Regions from separate parts of the Mus musculus genome. Here all the other regions are linked to region 1. The links are chromatin contacts, called in public Hi-C, HiChIP or PLAC-seq and promoter capture Hi-C maps. All regions are on one chromosome and are shown on one strand. The core of a region is the stretch at or near the end of the contact, and the rest is flanking DNA. Distances in the headings are between cores, read along the strand shown. Region 1 holds the start of Slc38a9 (solute carrier family 38, member 9). Region 2 has its middle 29 kb from the start of Ankrd55. Region 3 has its middle 19 kb from the start of Mcidas. Region 4 overlaps Ankrd55 (ankyrin repeat domain 55). Region 5 overlaps Dhx29 (DEAH (Asp-Glu-Ala-His) box polypeptide 29).

Region 1 (2,682 bases), core at 62-2,561:
TTATTTATTTTGCTCTTTCCAATCTTGACTAAAACTGTTTTCTCAGACTGGAATTCAGGAAAAAAAGAAAAAAGAAAGGAAAAAGAAAATTTTCCTATTACAGAGACTTACAAAAATCATGTATCATTCATTTTCAAATGCAGATGCAGATGTACAGCCAGATGCAGTTGTAAGCCTTTTGGAACAAGAACACTGTCAACAAAATAACTTGTATCTCCCTAAAAGGCACCATTCACTACTACTTGCAATTTTAAGCCCTCAGTATCAGAGCGGATATTTAGAAGAGTTTGAGAGCAGAGTTTGGAAGACCTTGGTTTGAATTCCAGATATTTTGCCACTTGAAAGTCTGTCTAGCCTTGCCATGTCACAACTTTTCTAAGACTGTTTCATTATCGGTAAAAATAGGTAAAACATGAAGTTTCCAAAGACTTTACAAAATGATAAATGTAAAATTCTTGGAATTCATTACTATTTGATAAGTTTAGGTCTTGGGGTCTTGATCACATTACAGCACATTGCTTTTGAATGTTAGCTTTCTTTATAGAGCCCTGGTTTTAAGACATGCCATATCAGTCTTAGGGATCTTACCATGAGATGACTTCATTACCAACATACATTGACTTTAGGTGGGGTGGGGAGGGGAGGGACAGGGGGAGGGCCAGGGGGAGAGAGAGACCCAGACCTGGCACTGGTGACACTCGCCTTTAATATCAGCACTCAGGAGGCAGAGGCAGAAGCAGGCAGATCTTTTGAGTTTGAAGCTAGCCTGGTCTACAGAGTGAGTTCCAGGACAGACAGGGACACACAGAGAAACTGTCTCGAATAACAAAACAAAAAACAAACCAAAACAAACACAAAACAAACAAGAAGACCACAGGAGAAAAATCAATGCTCATTAACAACTCCCCCATTCCACCCCAATCCAGCTTCCCTCGGGATCCAAGGGCGTGACCTAAGAACATAACACGAGCCAGGAAAGCCTGAGAAAAACGTCACCAGGGACGTCAGGCACATCATCTTGTTCTCACGTGGCCTGTGATGCTGTAAAGCACCTAAAGAGATCTCTTCTTTTTCTCTCTTCCTAGGTAGTTCGGGAGGAGAAGACAACCCAGCCGGTCAGATGTTCGAGCACCTGCTCAGCGACCCCGCCTCCGGAGCTGGAGGGCGGGGTTCTTTGATAGGCTGGCCGGCTGCTGCAGAGCCCTCTGGGAGTTGTAGTTTCAGATGGCGGCGCTTTCACAGAAGCGGTGGACTGTGTTTTCCTAGGACTCCATCCCCCGCCATCCCCCGCGGCCTAAGCCGTTGCCTCTTCCTGTTTAGAGGACTATTCTCTCTAAGCCGCTGCCAACTGAGAGGTCTGTGAAAGGGTCTTCGCCTCCTGCTCTGGTTTTCCGACGTAGAGGGATTGGCCTGCTGAGGTAGACACGTTCTCGCTCCTGGCAAACTCACCCTGGGACAGTCCAAGAGGGAGCCCAGGCGAGGAAGGAAGGGCTGAGTTTGCAGCCATCGGGCTGTCAGCACGGAGGGGTCTTTGGGATGCCGGGAGAGCCAAGCCCCGGGCTAGGGACACTGCTCCAGAGTGGCGCAGGTCCCTCGAATGGGTCAAGTACGGGGAGTCCGCGGGAGCTGAGAAAGTCTGGGTCTGCTGGGAAAAGGCAGGAAGGGTTACAGCAGATGAACACCCGAAGCCGGGGTGAGAGGACTGTTGGGATTATTGCAGGGATAGAGAAAGATCTAGAGAGGAGAATTGGGAGCGGAAGCCCCTGCTGTGCCTACCACACTGGTGTTTGACTCTGACTCACTTGTGCTGGGACAGGTGCTGGAAGATGCAACCCAGGGCTGGGCAATGAAGTCGCTCTACCACCAAGCTACTTCCCCAGCCCATGAGTGACTGACTGCTCTAATTGTGGGTGGCAATGCTGTGTTGGCTGTCTTGAAATACTGGAGTTGTGAGGCAGCTAGTCAAACGTTTTCTCCTCGGTTTACAAATCAGGATGTCTTAAAAATTGAAGACATCTGCTTATCCATCAGTCAGTTATTAGCCAACTTGCCCAAAACCTAATTGTAAGGATCCCCTGGCAGTGCCTCATTTATTGTTGAGGTCACTCTCTGTTTTCCTATTCCATGCCTTCAAATATAACAAAGAAGTGGCATGTGGAGTACCAGACAAAAGTTTTTGTTTGTTCGCTATTTATTTGGGGTTTTGTTATTTGTTTTCAACAGAACTTTTCAGTAGATCAAAAGAAACTTGTAAATTAAAGAGAAACCTGTATGCCTTGTAAACAACTACAATCAGATAGACATGGGGCAAGCCTGTAAGCCCAGGACTTAGGTGAGCCAGGGGAACGGATGGTCTCCAGTTTAAATAGTGAGACTTAAAATCTGAAACCCAGGGCTAGAAAAATGGCTGGTCTCTAAAGTGCTGACCTTGCAAGCATGAAGACCCAGCGTGTATATGGGTCATTGCACCTTTGTAAAAAAAAAAAAAAAAAAAAACAGGTGTTATGGTGCACATAGTGATGTCCAACACTAGTGATATAGGAAAAAGGAAAAAAATTATAAGAGGTTAAAAATTTTTAGCAGGCCTGTGTTTTTATAATACATTTAAACTTTAGTGCTTTGCTAGTAGTTTTTGGTTTGTTTATTTGTTTGTTTGTTTTAATCTAAAACTCAACTTCAGAA
Region 2 (2,682 bases), core at 86-2,585, 400 kb before region 1:
CAATAATGCCTCTTTCTAAAGAGGTTTGAGATTTTTCTCAAGGTCTAAGATTAGGATTAGAAAGGGAAGGAGGTCACGTGGCTTTGTGGGCCATTTAGCACCATCGCCTAACCATTAAAAATTCTACAGGAAATTTTGACTTAATGTCTTCTTTGCCCTTGACAGGAAAATCACTTTGGGGGATTCTTGACTATAGTTTCTAGACCGATTTATCCTGGAAGATCCTTTTGATTCTCAGAGATTACCCCTCCTCTTTCACAGATGCCTTCTGGGCTGAGCAGCTAATGTATGTCGTCATCGATGTGCACGCAGATGTTTCGCAACCAGCTTTCAAACACTGCGGTTTATATCTAGAATCTAGAAAGCCGCCCCCCACCTCCTCCCAAAGACCTGTGTACTAAAGACTTAGTCAACTTGGCATTACTGGGAGATGACAAACGTTTTAAGAGGCCTAGTAGGAGGTTGTGTAGTCCTTGGGGCCCTCCTCTCTGCCTCTTCCTTTTCTACCACATTCTGACCACATGGTCAACAGTTGCTTTACCACGGCACCGTGATATGATTCTACCTTGCCTTGTTACACAAGTTCACATGCAATAGGACCAAGTAGTACCTCCAACCCCATGGCCAAAGCAAACCTTTCCTCTTTGTAAATTTGAACGTCTTTGGGTATTTTGTTGTAGTGACAGAAAGCTGGTTAACACAGGAGGAAGGTCCTGGCTTTCCACACTTGCACATTTTTATGGCCCTAACAATCCTAACAATGGATCCTGTCCATCTATCTATCCCCGTGATATCCCTTAGGTAGGCTGCAGAAAGAGATATATAGAGTTGGTTATCACAAGCTTATTCTGACCTGGATGCTTATAAACACTTATGAGCCAATTACACCCACCAATATCACTTAAGCAATGTGTTCAGGGTACCATGGAGATAAGGATTTAGGAAGCTAGGCTGGAGTCCTCCGTTCCAGGTGTTTGCACGCTTAAGCCAAGGAGATGATTTTTCTGTGTCCATGACTGCTCAGTGTCCTTGAGAGCCCTGTATCCACAATCTACAGAGGTACATGGGATAGGACGAGAACAAGTGGACAAAACTCAAAACTCTCAGTGTTTTAAAGTTGAAACCAATCTCCTCGCCAAGGCCCATGAGATCAGACACTTCTTTCTTCCCAGGCATCGGCTCTACCTGGTCAGAAATGTAAACTCCAAGAGAATTTAAACTGGCTTTCTGACTGTAGAGGGTTTGCAAGTTTGAGAAATTAAAGACAGAGCTAGCTATAGGCAAAGCCTGGATGCTCTCTGAGATGAAGCACCTCTGACCCCAACTGGCTGCTGCAGTGCACTGCATCTCTAGATGGCCAAGTCTCAGTGTGTAACCTGAAGGGCTGGATCTAGCCTGTGCACACCTTGACTTGGTTTTGTTATTGTTGATGATGATGTTATTGCTGCTGTTACTGTTGTTGCTGTTGTTGTTGTTGCTGTTGTTGCTGCTGCTGCTGTTATTGTTGCTGCTATTGTTGTACTTCTCAGGGTGGCAAACAATTCTGCTGCACTATACAGAAATGATCCAAGAGAAAGTGTGCTTGGTTTTCCATTTCTCACTCTCTGGTCCTTTTGCTGCCAAAACCCTAGATCCTCCTTCTCTGTTTAAGTCCTTCCTGAAGATTTCAGTGCTGGACATGAAATTTTGCCCACCAAGTTATTGGTCAGAGGGGCCCTGGAGGGATCCAGAACTATGTAGGCTGTTGTTTGATCTTGGTTGCCAACATAACTAAGTGGGGTTCAGGGGGAAGTTCTTTTGCTGAATACACCATACACTTTAGTTGAAAGACATCAAGAATTCAATCTCAAACTTATCAGGAAGTTCTCTTCCTGCTGGCTAGTTTTCATGGTGCTGGAGGGTGTTGGGAAGTTGGCTCAGGAAGAGAAAACAGTGGTCTTACCCACATGCTATGTGGTGTTACCCACATAACAACCTGCCAGCGCATTGTGCCCACTGATACATAATAGTTGTAGTGGTAACCAATCATGTTCTGATTGGATTTGAGACCTATTTCACTGGAGGGACTTCATATCTGGCACTGTAAACTGAGTTAAAAACTATGACTAGAGAGATCTAGATAGTTCCAGTTTTAGACGAGGGACTTAATGGTGTTTCCTGAAATGGTAATGTGTCAAGCTGCCTTCTCACTATTTATATTTACACTCATAGATTGTGCTGCTCTCAAGCTAGGTCAGAGAAGTTTCTTTTTGCCCTGATGCAAAGACTCAGATCTTGTAGAAGTGCTGTGAACAAGTGAGTGTGAGAATTCAGCAGTAGATGGTTCTTCTATATCACCTCTACTCACTCTCATCCAAGGCTCAAGGAAGACATGACAGACGAAGGTACGGGAAGAATGTAAGAGCTGTAGAATAAGGAGGGGCACTACGTTCCGTGAAGTGCTGCGTTCCTAACATAACAGAGTTGTTGCACACCTATTAACTCACAGCATCTCTGGCTGGCTACACAAGACCTGTATAAGATCAAGCCAGTCAAAGTCCCAGCATGGATGGAGAGGGGGTTACATGATGGAACTAACATTCCATTTCTAACATCGAAGCCACTGACAGATGATGGCTGTTGAGAGACAGAGTCACATTTGTGGGGGAAATGTAGCCAATAATAGATTGCCTGTGTCCTACT
Region 3 (2,682 bases), core at 76-2,575, 350 kb after region 1:
TTCTGTTGTTGCTGCCTTGTCAGATTCCAGAGATTCTGGGTGCAAGCCAAGCCCATCACAGAGTCTATTGTTTTTTGGGTTTTTGTTTTTTTCTTTTCTTTTTTTTTTTTTTTTTTTTTTTTTTTGAGAAAACTACACTTAGGACTGAGGGGCTGAAAGATTTTGATGAGTAGCAATTTTGATGAGTCTCAGAGGAGATCCACAACTTGGTAAAATAAAACTTTGGCGATGAGTAATATCTGTGTTCCAGCTAGTGACTCCAGTGAACTGAGCCCTCAAGCTTAGAAGAACTGAACTTGCCTGAGAGAAGCAAGTAAGATCCTTCACACAAATGCACAGTTGGTTTGTGGGCTGTGGAAGGACGTAGGACGGACACTGGCAGGACAGACATCGGCAACTAGTTGACACACAGCCCTTCCTCCTTCTCCTGTGCAAAATGTAGGAGCTGTTTTACCGACTGAGTGGCAAAGTGTTGGTGCTTCACTGAAATATTGTTTTTCCTCAGTGACTTCAAAGCCCTAGAGACAATCAACAGTAGTTCCCATCTATACCAACACAGTGGCCCTTGCTATACAAAGTCATCTTAAAAGGAAAAATTTAAGAGTCAGAGACTTTATGATATTAATTACACTGTTTATATAGCTTTAAAAAAATCAAATTCTCTTTTCCTGGTGTGTGTGTGTCAGAGAGAGAGAGAGAGAGGGAGAGGGAGAGAGAGAGAGAGAGAGAGAGAGAGAGAGAGAGAGATTAAAAAGTGTGTGAGCTTTATAGTAATTTTGAATTCATAGTAAAAGTCAGTGGAAGGTATAGGCAGAGCAGCGCCGTGTATCTCCGCACTCCAGACATGTGTGCAGCCTCTCCCATTGTCTGGTTCTCCCATCAGAGAGACACATTTGCTGCAACTGGCAAATCCCTGTTACCATCTCAAGTTCTTGCTCAGCACTGTGCACGGGTTTGGAGCAAATGCATTCTGACAGCTCTCTCCAAGTACCGTAGTATACAGAGTGGTTCAGAGCCCTGGCCAAGCTCTTGTGAGGTATTTACTAATCCCTCCGCCCCTCCAATCTTCAATAATCTCTGTTTCTCCACTGTCTTCATGGTTGTACATATTCCATAACTTTATGAAATTGAAGTCATACAGCCTAGCCTCACACATTCAGCTCCTTTCCCTTAGTAATATGCATTTATGTCTCTTCTGGAACTTTTCATGTACTGATAACTCATTTAACCCTACTGGATGGGAATGATGTAAATGTCTACAATACCGAGTTTCTGGCATGGTAGAAATAGATGCCTTGTTGCTAAGAGCTAAAAATAACACCCAATCTGTTAAGTCTCGCACTAGCGTGACGTCAGCTGACTGCAAACGGCTGCCTATTGAGAATGTCTGTTTTGGTTGTATTTTGAAGTGATTTGGGGGACGGGATAGACCATGAAGCGAGCAATTGATGAGCTGAGCGCTTCAGCAGGCAAATGGTCAACTCGCTACTCAGTTCAACAAGTGACAGATATCTTACAGAATTCTGCGTCTGATGAGGGAGCATTTAGCAAGGAGTTCCTTTCTCTTTCTGATTTAAGTGACAACTTCCTTGATGAAGCACTGAGTAAAAGTGAAAGTGGTGATTCTGAAAATGAAAGACAGGGTGTTGGAAGCCAGGGGTGGGGGTGGGGGTGGGGGTGGGTGGGGACTGCCCGTGGCCCTCAACCAAGTGAGAGGGAGATTCTGGTGCCATCGAGGAGGGGTGGACTAGTGTAGTCTCCCCTCCCCCAGCCTGAAACCTGCTTGCTCAGGGGTGGAGCTTCCTGCTCATTCGGTCTGCCACGCCCACTGCTGGAACCTGCGGAGCCACACGTGCACCTTTTTACTGGACCAGAGATTATTTGGCGGGAATCGGGTCCCCTCCCCCTTCCTTCATAACTAGTGTCGCAACAATAAAATTTGAGCCTTGATCAGAGTAACTGTCTTGGCTACATTCCTTTCTCTCGCCACCTAGCCCCTCTTCTCTTCCAGGTTTCCAAAATGCCTTTCCAGGCTAGAACCCAGGTTGTGGTCTGCTGGCCGGACACAACAGACTAGGAACTTTGTGGCACCAACTGTGGATCTAAGCTTCAGTGTGGATGATAAAGGGCCAGTGAACATTCTAGGTCATTATCACTGAAGAAAGCAGGAGCATAGTTGGCCTTCTGTGCTGGGACAGTGTAGCACGCATGCTATGGAAGGATAACAAGCCCATCACCTTTATTTCCAGCTTCCACGATCCTACCAGAAATGGTGTTGTCAGTAGGAAGAAGGAAGGCACTGTTATTGAAGTAACCACACCAGAACCACAACAGGACCATGAAGCTTGCTACAACAAGCACACGGCGGTTTGGACAAGGATGACCAGATGATGGATACACCTTCGTCACTCATGTCCTCACTGCCGCTGGCCCCATCACTGCCAATGGCCACGTGTGTTCATCAGGTTCCTCATGTGGGCTTGTTGTAACTTCTGCACAACAAGGAGCTGCCAGACAGGGCTGGAGAGGTGGCTCAGCAGTTAAGAGCACTGTCTGCTCTTCCAGAGCACCCGAGTTCAATTCCCAGCAACCACATGATGGCTCACAACCATATGTAATGAGATCTGTCCTCAGATGTCTAAATACAGCTACAGTGCACTCATATACATACATAAATAAATA
Region 4 (2,682 bases), core at 129-2,628, 350 kb before region 1:
TTCAATTCTTTGTGGGCAGCTTTGATGGCAGATCATCATTGTCAATTTGATTTGGTTTTAAATTATCTAAGAGATACAATTCTGTTTATCATATGATGATAGGTGACTCAATATTTGGCTCCCCACAGATGTTAGGTAGACATGTTGAGTACCAATCAGAAAAGGAAACATAGAGGTCAGCAGTCTACTCAACACCAATGTCTCCTCCAAAGGTATCACCAAGATATGTTCAGTCAGAACCTACTGAGGTACTGGCTAGGAAGCACTAGTTCACAATGTAGCTCCATCCCTGTCTCTGGTTCTCTGAAAATCTCTTCTCTGGTTTGTGCTCACCAGAATTCAGTCTGGGCCTGCAGGAAACAATTATTAACTTGTTACCAGTATTTGAAAGCAGCTGTATGTTTACCACAGTCTGCTCCTTTTTAATTGAACCAAATCTACTTCTTTATATACTTCTTATCTTTCCAGAGTTCCCACAGGATGGTAGAAGCCTGACTCTATCACCTGATACTTTGAGAAAATGAATAAGGTAAAGATAGTCAGATCATTGTCCAGAATAATGAAAGGGGAGATGACATAATGTTTATTTATATTTAGTTTTCAGAGCTAGGCAGGCTAACACAATCCTTTTTAAAAATTCATGTAAAATTTACACTCCCCTAATTAATGAAGGACTAATGCAATATATTAACATCAAGAGTTCAATAAGAATTGAGTGGATAAGAAAACCCATTTGCATTTGAAGATACACCCTAAATTGATCAGTAAATTCAGTTACCCCATTTTAAAGGTTTCTATACGTTAAAGCAAGCAAGAAACAACAACAACAAAGCCCACATCTTTTAAAGAATCACTGACAGGGCATTCTGTGAATGCTCCTTGAGTGCATGTAGTCTCAGCACAAGGGAGACTGAGGCAGGAGGCTCACTAATAGTGCAAAGCCAGTGACTTCCTGGAAAGCCTGGACTATTTACCAAGATCTTGTGTGAAACAGAAACAAAACCATCGAAACCTTAGGCATGATGAAGTATGCCTGCAATCCAGGCACTCAGAAAAGAGGCAGAAGGACTGCTATACATTTGAGGCCTGTTTTCATAGTGAGTCTCAGGCCAGCCAGGGTTACATAACTAGCAAGCCTCTCTATTTAAAATTAAGTATTCATTGAATTAATCAACAAATAAATACCCATTTTTTAAAAAAGAAAAGAAAAAAGTACTTTCTAGAGAGGCATCTTTGCTTGCTCCTGTGTATTTAGAAAGCTCCAAACTGGCTCTAAATTATGTTTTTAAAGATTGGCATTCCCCTGGCTCAGAACCCAGAGACCATAAAGACTCCTCACCACCAGCGGGTGGCAATGTTGTACCTTGGAGCCATTATGGTGCTGTGAAGGCTGGTTCCTCCTGAAAGGTGCAAAGGTCTTCTTATCTCCTTACAAATAGTTAGAGCTTTCTAGGTTGCCCCAAGACATAATTTCTCTGCTGTCCCACAATACCTAAGATAACTGTGTGGAAATAGAGAGGAATCTAAATTAGAAGAAGGCCCTGGAAAGTATCTCTTTAAGTGATTTTACTGTCCAGTCATAATAGCCCAAGGATGTCTCAATCACCACTTCAACATCTGTCTTCCTTCTGGATTATGTTCTTTTAAAAGACAGAGACTCTACACCCTTTGTGGCCAGGAGATGCAGAGTCTATGGATGGCTTAGTATATTTAAATTCTCCAGGGGCAATATGTTCTAGTTAAAAGAATAATCTAAGATCTACAGATCTCTCTATAAATGCTTATAATTAACTCTAATGTCATGGGTGAGTTCTATTACCCAAGGATGCTCATAATAGAATATACCAAGGGAACTCTCTCAAATCCTCTGGTTTCGATTCTAAAGGCTAAAATGCCCTTTACACTGACACGGCCACTCCACGAAAGGGCCATGGCTTAAGCAGTGCAGGTGTTGATCTGGCCTCAAAGCAGTTGCAACAAAATGGGCTCAGTGACTTTTTAATGCAATCAGTGACTTTCCAAAGAACACCACAGCTCTAAAACTGGAACCCAAGAAGACACAAAATCTGAGGAGCTCAGGCACCCCAAACATTGGTAGTAGCCAGCTGTACATCTGAAGCCCTAATGTCCCGAGGATTCAATAGACAGTCTCTAATACAACTGGAAGCAAATTAGATTTTGGCTAATCAGAATAAGCAAAGAGATGTCAAAATTAGCTACCGATCCTTGTGTTTTTTAAGTAAAATTAATCATCTAAAATAGTTATCCAGGGTTGGTTTTTTGGTTGGTTGGTTGGTTGGTTGGTTGGTTGGTTGATTTGTGGGGTTGTTAAAGATCCAATTTTCGATGAGCTCAGATTTTACTAGAGTCCACACTCAGAAGTTACTGTGAGGAGGTGCTGCACAGTTTCTAAGCACACAGCATCCGTTCTGTTCCTCTCACTGCAGACTGGACACGGTTCATAGACAACACCAAAAGGTACCACTTCAGTACAGGTTTTGTTTTTCCTTCATCATTAAAATGTTCACCTTCTTTTGTCTTTTTACAATAACTATATTGCCAAGTGTCACTTGCTGAGTAAACCCAAAGTTCCCTTTGAATAAACCCCAGATTTCAGCGGTGGCCTCAGGAGCAATCAATCTATAAGATGGCTTTACCAGTTGCCAACCTTTTCAGTCTGTT
Region 5 (2,682 bases), core at 72-2,571, 280 kb after region 1:
TCACAAAGACCTGCCCGCCTGTGTCTCCCAAGTGCTGGGATTAAAGCCAGGTACCACAGTGCCCAGCTGGAACTTATTTTTTGAGACATGATCTCAAAAGTCTAGAGCTGGCCTTTGTTTTATCTAGACTGACTGGCAACAAGCTCCTGTAACCCGCCTGCTCCACGAACCTCTCCCAGGCTCTAGGGTTGCAGAGAAACACTGTTGGCAGCCACTAGTCACGTGGGCACTGGGGATCTGAAGTCAGATCTCTTTAGCCACTGGCTTTCTCCCTAGCACCTCTTTTCTTTTTTCTTTATTATTATTTTTTTTAAGAATAATTGTAAGCTATAAACTGTGCTAGCTCACAGAGAATACAGAAAAGGCAGTAGGCTGGATTTGGCAGTGTAGGTCATAGTTTGCTGATCCTAGATTTATAATGTAAATGCTATTTCCGTTCAAGAAAGAAATGCAAATGGATCTTATGTGTACGTTTTTCTATTGAAAGTGTTTATTTTTTTAGTCTATAATTGCTAATTCTTTTTATTATTATACATTATGAAAGTGACTAAATTTCACTTGGCATCTAACATAGATTCCAAGTAAGAACTATTAAGTAACTGATTATAAAAGATAGAGAAGACATGAAAGCTATATTTGCAAAATACAAAGCATGAAAAGCAAATATACAAAACTAAACATTTTTTTTTTCTTGATAGAAATGGAAACTTTAGAAGACCATCCAATATTCAACCCAGCCATAAAGATTTCACATCAACAAAATGAGAAGAAAAAGCCTGCTCCAGCCACAGAAGCTGAGAGTGCTTTAAACCTGAATTTATTTGAAAAATCTGCAGCTGCTACCGAGGAAGAGAAAGGTAAAGTCAGGGGAGCAGGAGCTGCTTCGCCTCTGCAGACTCCTTCAGCTGGCAGGAGAACTGCGCTTTCCTGGGGCTTTCTCTTAGGTGATAACAATATGATAGCTCGCTCGGAGCCATTTGTCTTTGCAGAGACGTTAGCCAAGCCTGTCTCTCTCTGGTTCATTCTCCACACGTGACAGCTAGATTTTAACTGTCAGCCTGACGCTGCCTAGAATCGTGTGTGTGTGTGTGTGTGTGTGTGTGTGTGTGCGTGGGTTTGCTGGCAGGTTTGTGCACATGGGTGCTGAGGAAGCCAGAGGGTGTTGGGCGCTCTCAATCTGGAGTACAAGCAACTGTGAGCTGCCCCGCGTGGGTTCTGAGAACCAAGCTCGGGTCCTCTGCAAGAGCAGTACATGCCCGCCCTTAACCACAGCGAGCTCTCTTTCTGGTCCCTGACAAAGCAGCCTTGGCTTTATCAGGCTGGTCTTTGGGCATGTCTGTGAGGGGTTCCCTTCGTTGATAACTGATTTAGGAGGCCTGGCCGGCTGTGAGGGCACCGTTCTCTGGCAGGTGGTCCATGGCTGTGTGAGAAAGCTAGCTAAGCATGAGGCCGAGGGGAGCCAGCAAGCAGCACCCCACCCCCCACCCCAGGGTTTCCCTGGAGGTGAGAATATTCCTGCAGTGATGGTCTATGAGCTGGGAACTGTGAGCCAGTTAACCCTTTCTTCCCAAAGTCATCTTTAATCAGAGTGCTTTTTAATGACAGAGTGCAAACTATGGCATTGACTTTCTGAAAAATATGAATGAGAGTTTATTTAAATGCAAGCTCTCTGTTTAAACCTTCTTTCTTTGTTGCTTCTGTGGTTTTTAATCTTGGAGATCAAACCCAGGGTCTCGCACACTGAAGCAAGTGTTCTGCAGGAGCTCTGTGTGTCCCAGCTTCTCCAGTGAAACACCTTCGTGACATCAGTTACAAGCCCAAAGCCGTTCATCGCTTTTGAGAGCTTTTGCATTCGTATTCATTTGTATCTTTCCACTTTGTTTTCCGATGTTCCAGCCACTTGAGTCCTTATGACATCTGTCATTTGACAGTTCCATTCCTTTGCCTAGCTTGCTACCCCTAGTGCCAAGGCGCAACTCAAACAATATTATTTCCTGACTCCCTCAGTCCTCCATGGCCCCGAGATGCAAGGGGTCGCACATTCCTGTGTATTGCTGCACTTACCAGTTGTATTCTTTGCATGCTTTATCAGATTATATGACAGGCCACACCTATATTAAATGGTAGACATTTTAGCATTATTCATTCCTTCAGTAATACTTATTGGATCATTATTGTACATTAAAATGAGTTATGTGAACAAGTAACCCAACTTCTTTTCTCTGTGTAATCTAAGATGGAATGTGAACACAGAGATTTTTAAACAGTGAGTTGTGCTTTCAGAGAATAATGACATTTCACAACAGAGCAGGGCTGGCGATGTGGCTTAGCAGTCACAAGCACACTCTGGCTCCAGGGGATCTGACACCCTCTTATGGGTATCTGTGCTCATATGTGTATATCCACACCTACACAGACACACACATACAGATATAATTTTAATAATAATAATAATAATAGAGAGCTCTAATTTGAGCTGGGGCTACTTTCCTTGTATTTAGTTCTGAGGACAAGCAGATAGCCTGACAGATGGTCAGATGTTAGCCTAGTGGCAAATTGGTGGGGAGAAAAACTCCAAAGAAGAGAGATAATAAGTTACAAGTCTTTGGGTAAAATGAGTTTATCGCATCACTATTACGAAGGTTTTCTGTAATTGAGACATACTGTATCTGAGTTATCTGA

What was found. Promoter capture Hi-C pulls out the DNA fragments that hold promoters and counts their contacts. A called contact is a pair of places that touch in the nucleus more often than the background predicts. HiChIP or PLAC-seq counts read pairs in DNA pulled down with a chosen protein or histone mark.
Region 2: a Hi-C map of B cells shows a contact between it and region 1, with 6 read pairs. The contact joins the enhancer-like site here to the promoter of Slc38a9 in region 1. A contact is called at or near these places in 1 of 484 Hi-C or Micro-C datasets (B cells), 2 of 115 datasets of contacts at active chromatin or transcription factors (bone marrow-derived macrophages and microglia) and 1 of 9 other capture datasets (embryonic stem cells).
Region 3: a contact with region 1 is called in a promoter capture Hi-C map of liver, with 2.5 times the contacts expected there. The contact joins the enhancer-like site here to the promoter of Slc38a9 in region 1. A contact is called at or near these places in 5 of 39 promoter capture datasets (3T3-L1-derived adipocytes, embryonic stem cells, hematopoietic stem and progenitor cells and 2 more), 5 of 115 datasets of contacts at active chromatin or transcription factors (embryonic stem cells, memory CD8 T cells, neural tube and 2 more) and 1 of 9 other capture datasets (liver).
Region 4: a contact with region 1 is called in an H3K4me3 HiChIP or PLAC-seq map of bone marrow-derived macrophages, with 6 times the contacts expected there. The contact joins the enhancer-like site here to the promoter of Slc38a9 in region 1. A contact is called at or near these places in 9 of 39 promoter capture datasets (the 3T3-L1 cell line, 3T3-L1-derived adipocytes, the C10 cell line and 4 more), 10 of 484 Hi-C or Micro-C datasets (B cells, CD8 T cells, bone marrow-derived macrophages and 7 more), 7 of 115 datasets of contacts at active chromatin or transcription factors (T-cell acute lymphoblastic leukemia, bone marrow-derived macrophages, embryonic stem cells and 2 more) and 2 of 9 other capture datasets (adipose tissue and liver).
Region 5: a contact with region 1 is called in an H3K4me3 HiChIP or PLAC-seq map of fetal liver, with 3 times the contacts expected there. The contact joins the enhancer-like site here to the promoter of Slc38a9 in region 1. A contact is called at or near these places in 24 of 39 promoter capture datasets (the 3T3-L1 cell line, 3T3-L1-derived adipocytes, the C10 cell line and 16 more), 4 of 484 Hi-C or Micro-C datasets (embryonic fibroblasts and embryonic stem cells), 11 of 115 datasets of contacts at active chromatin or transcription factors (T-cell acute lymphoblastic leukemia, bone marrow-derived macrophages, craniofacial prominence and 5 more) and 4 of 9 other capture datasets (adipose tissue, embryonic stem cells, liver and 1 more).

What each region holds. Positions count from the first base shown.
Region 1 is chr13:112,659,455-112,662,136 of GRCm38.p6, forward strand. Slc38a9 (solute carrier family 38, member 9) reads left to right here and starts at 1,312. Exons shown (of 15, transcript NM_178746.4): 1 at 1,312-1,418.
Region 2 is chr13:112,258,281-112,260,962 of GRCm38.p6, forward strand. No RefSeq gene overlaps it. Among named protein-coding and RNA genes, the nearest start is that of Ankrd55, 29 kb to the right of the region's middle. Within about 2 kb of position 1,336, at least 42 of the 459 cell types and tissues checked have an H3K27ac peak or open chromatin away from gene starts, as enhancers often do. A contact at or near this core is called in B cells and bone marrow-derived macrophages, where this site is marked.
Region 3 is chr13:113,011,921-113,014,602 of GRCm38.p6, forward strand. No RefSeq gene overlaps it. Among named protein-coding and RNA genes, the nearest start is that of Mcidas, 19 kb to the left of the region's middle. Within about 2 kb of position 1,326, at least 103 of the 459 cell types and tissues checked have an H3K27ac peak or open chromatin away from gene starts, as enhancers often do. A contact at or near this core is called in hematopoietic stem and progenitor cells, liver, memory CD8 T cells and 1 more, where this site is marked.
Region 4 is chr13:112,307,478-112,310,159 of GRCm38.p6, forward strand. All of the region lies in intron 1 of Ankrd55 (ankyrin repeat domain 55), which reads left to right. Among named protein-coding and RNA genes, the nearest start is that of Ankrd55, 20 kb to the left of the region's middle. Within about 2 kb of position 1,379, at least 6 of the 459 cell types and tissues checked have an H3K27ac peak or open chromatin away from gene starts, as enhancers often do. A contact at or near this core is called in B cells, adipose tissue and bone marrow-derived macrophages, where this site is marked.
Region 5 is chr13:112,940,975-112,943,656 of GRCm38.p6, forward strand. It overlaps Dhx29 (DEAH (Asp-Glu-Ala-His) box polypeptide 29), which reads left to right. Exons shown (of 27, transcript NM_172594.3): 8 at 699-857. Among named protein-coding and RNA genes, the nearest start is that of Dhx29, 15 kb to the left of the region's middle. Within about 2 kb of position 1,322, at least 22 of the 459 cell types and tissues checked have an H3K27ac peak or open chromatin away from gene starts, as enhancers often do. A contact at or near this core is called in T-cell acute lymphoblastic leukemia, epiblast stem cells, fetal liver and 1 more, where this site is marked.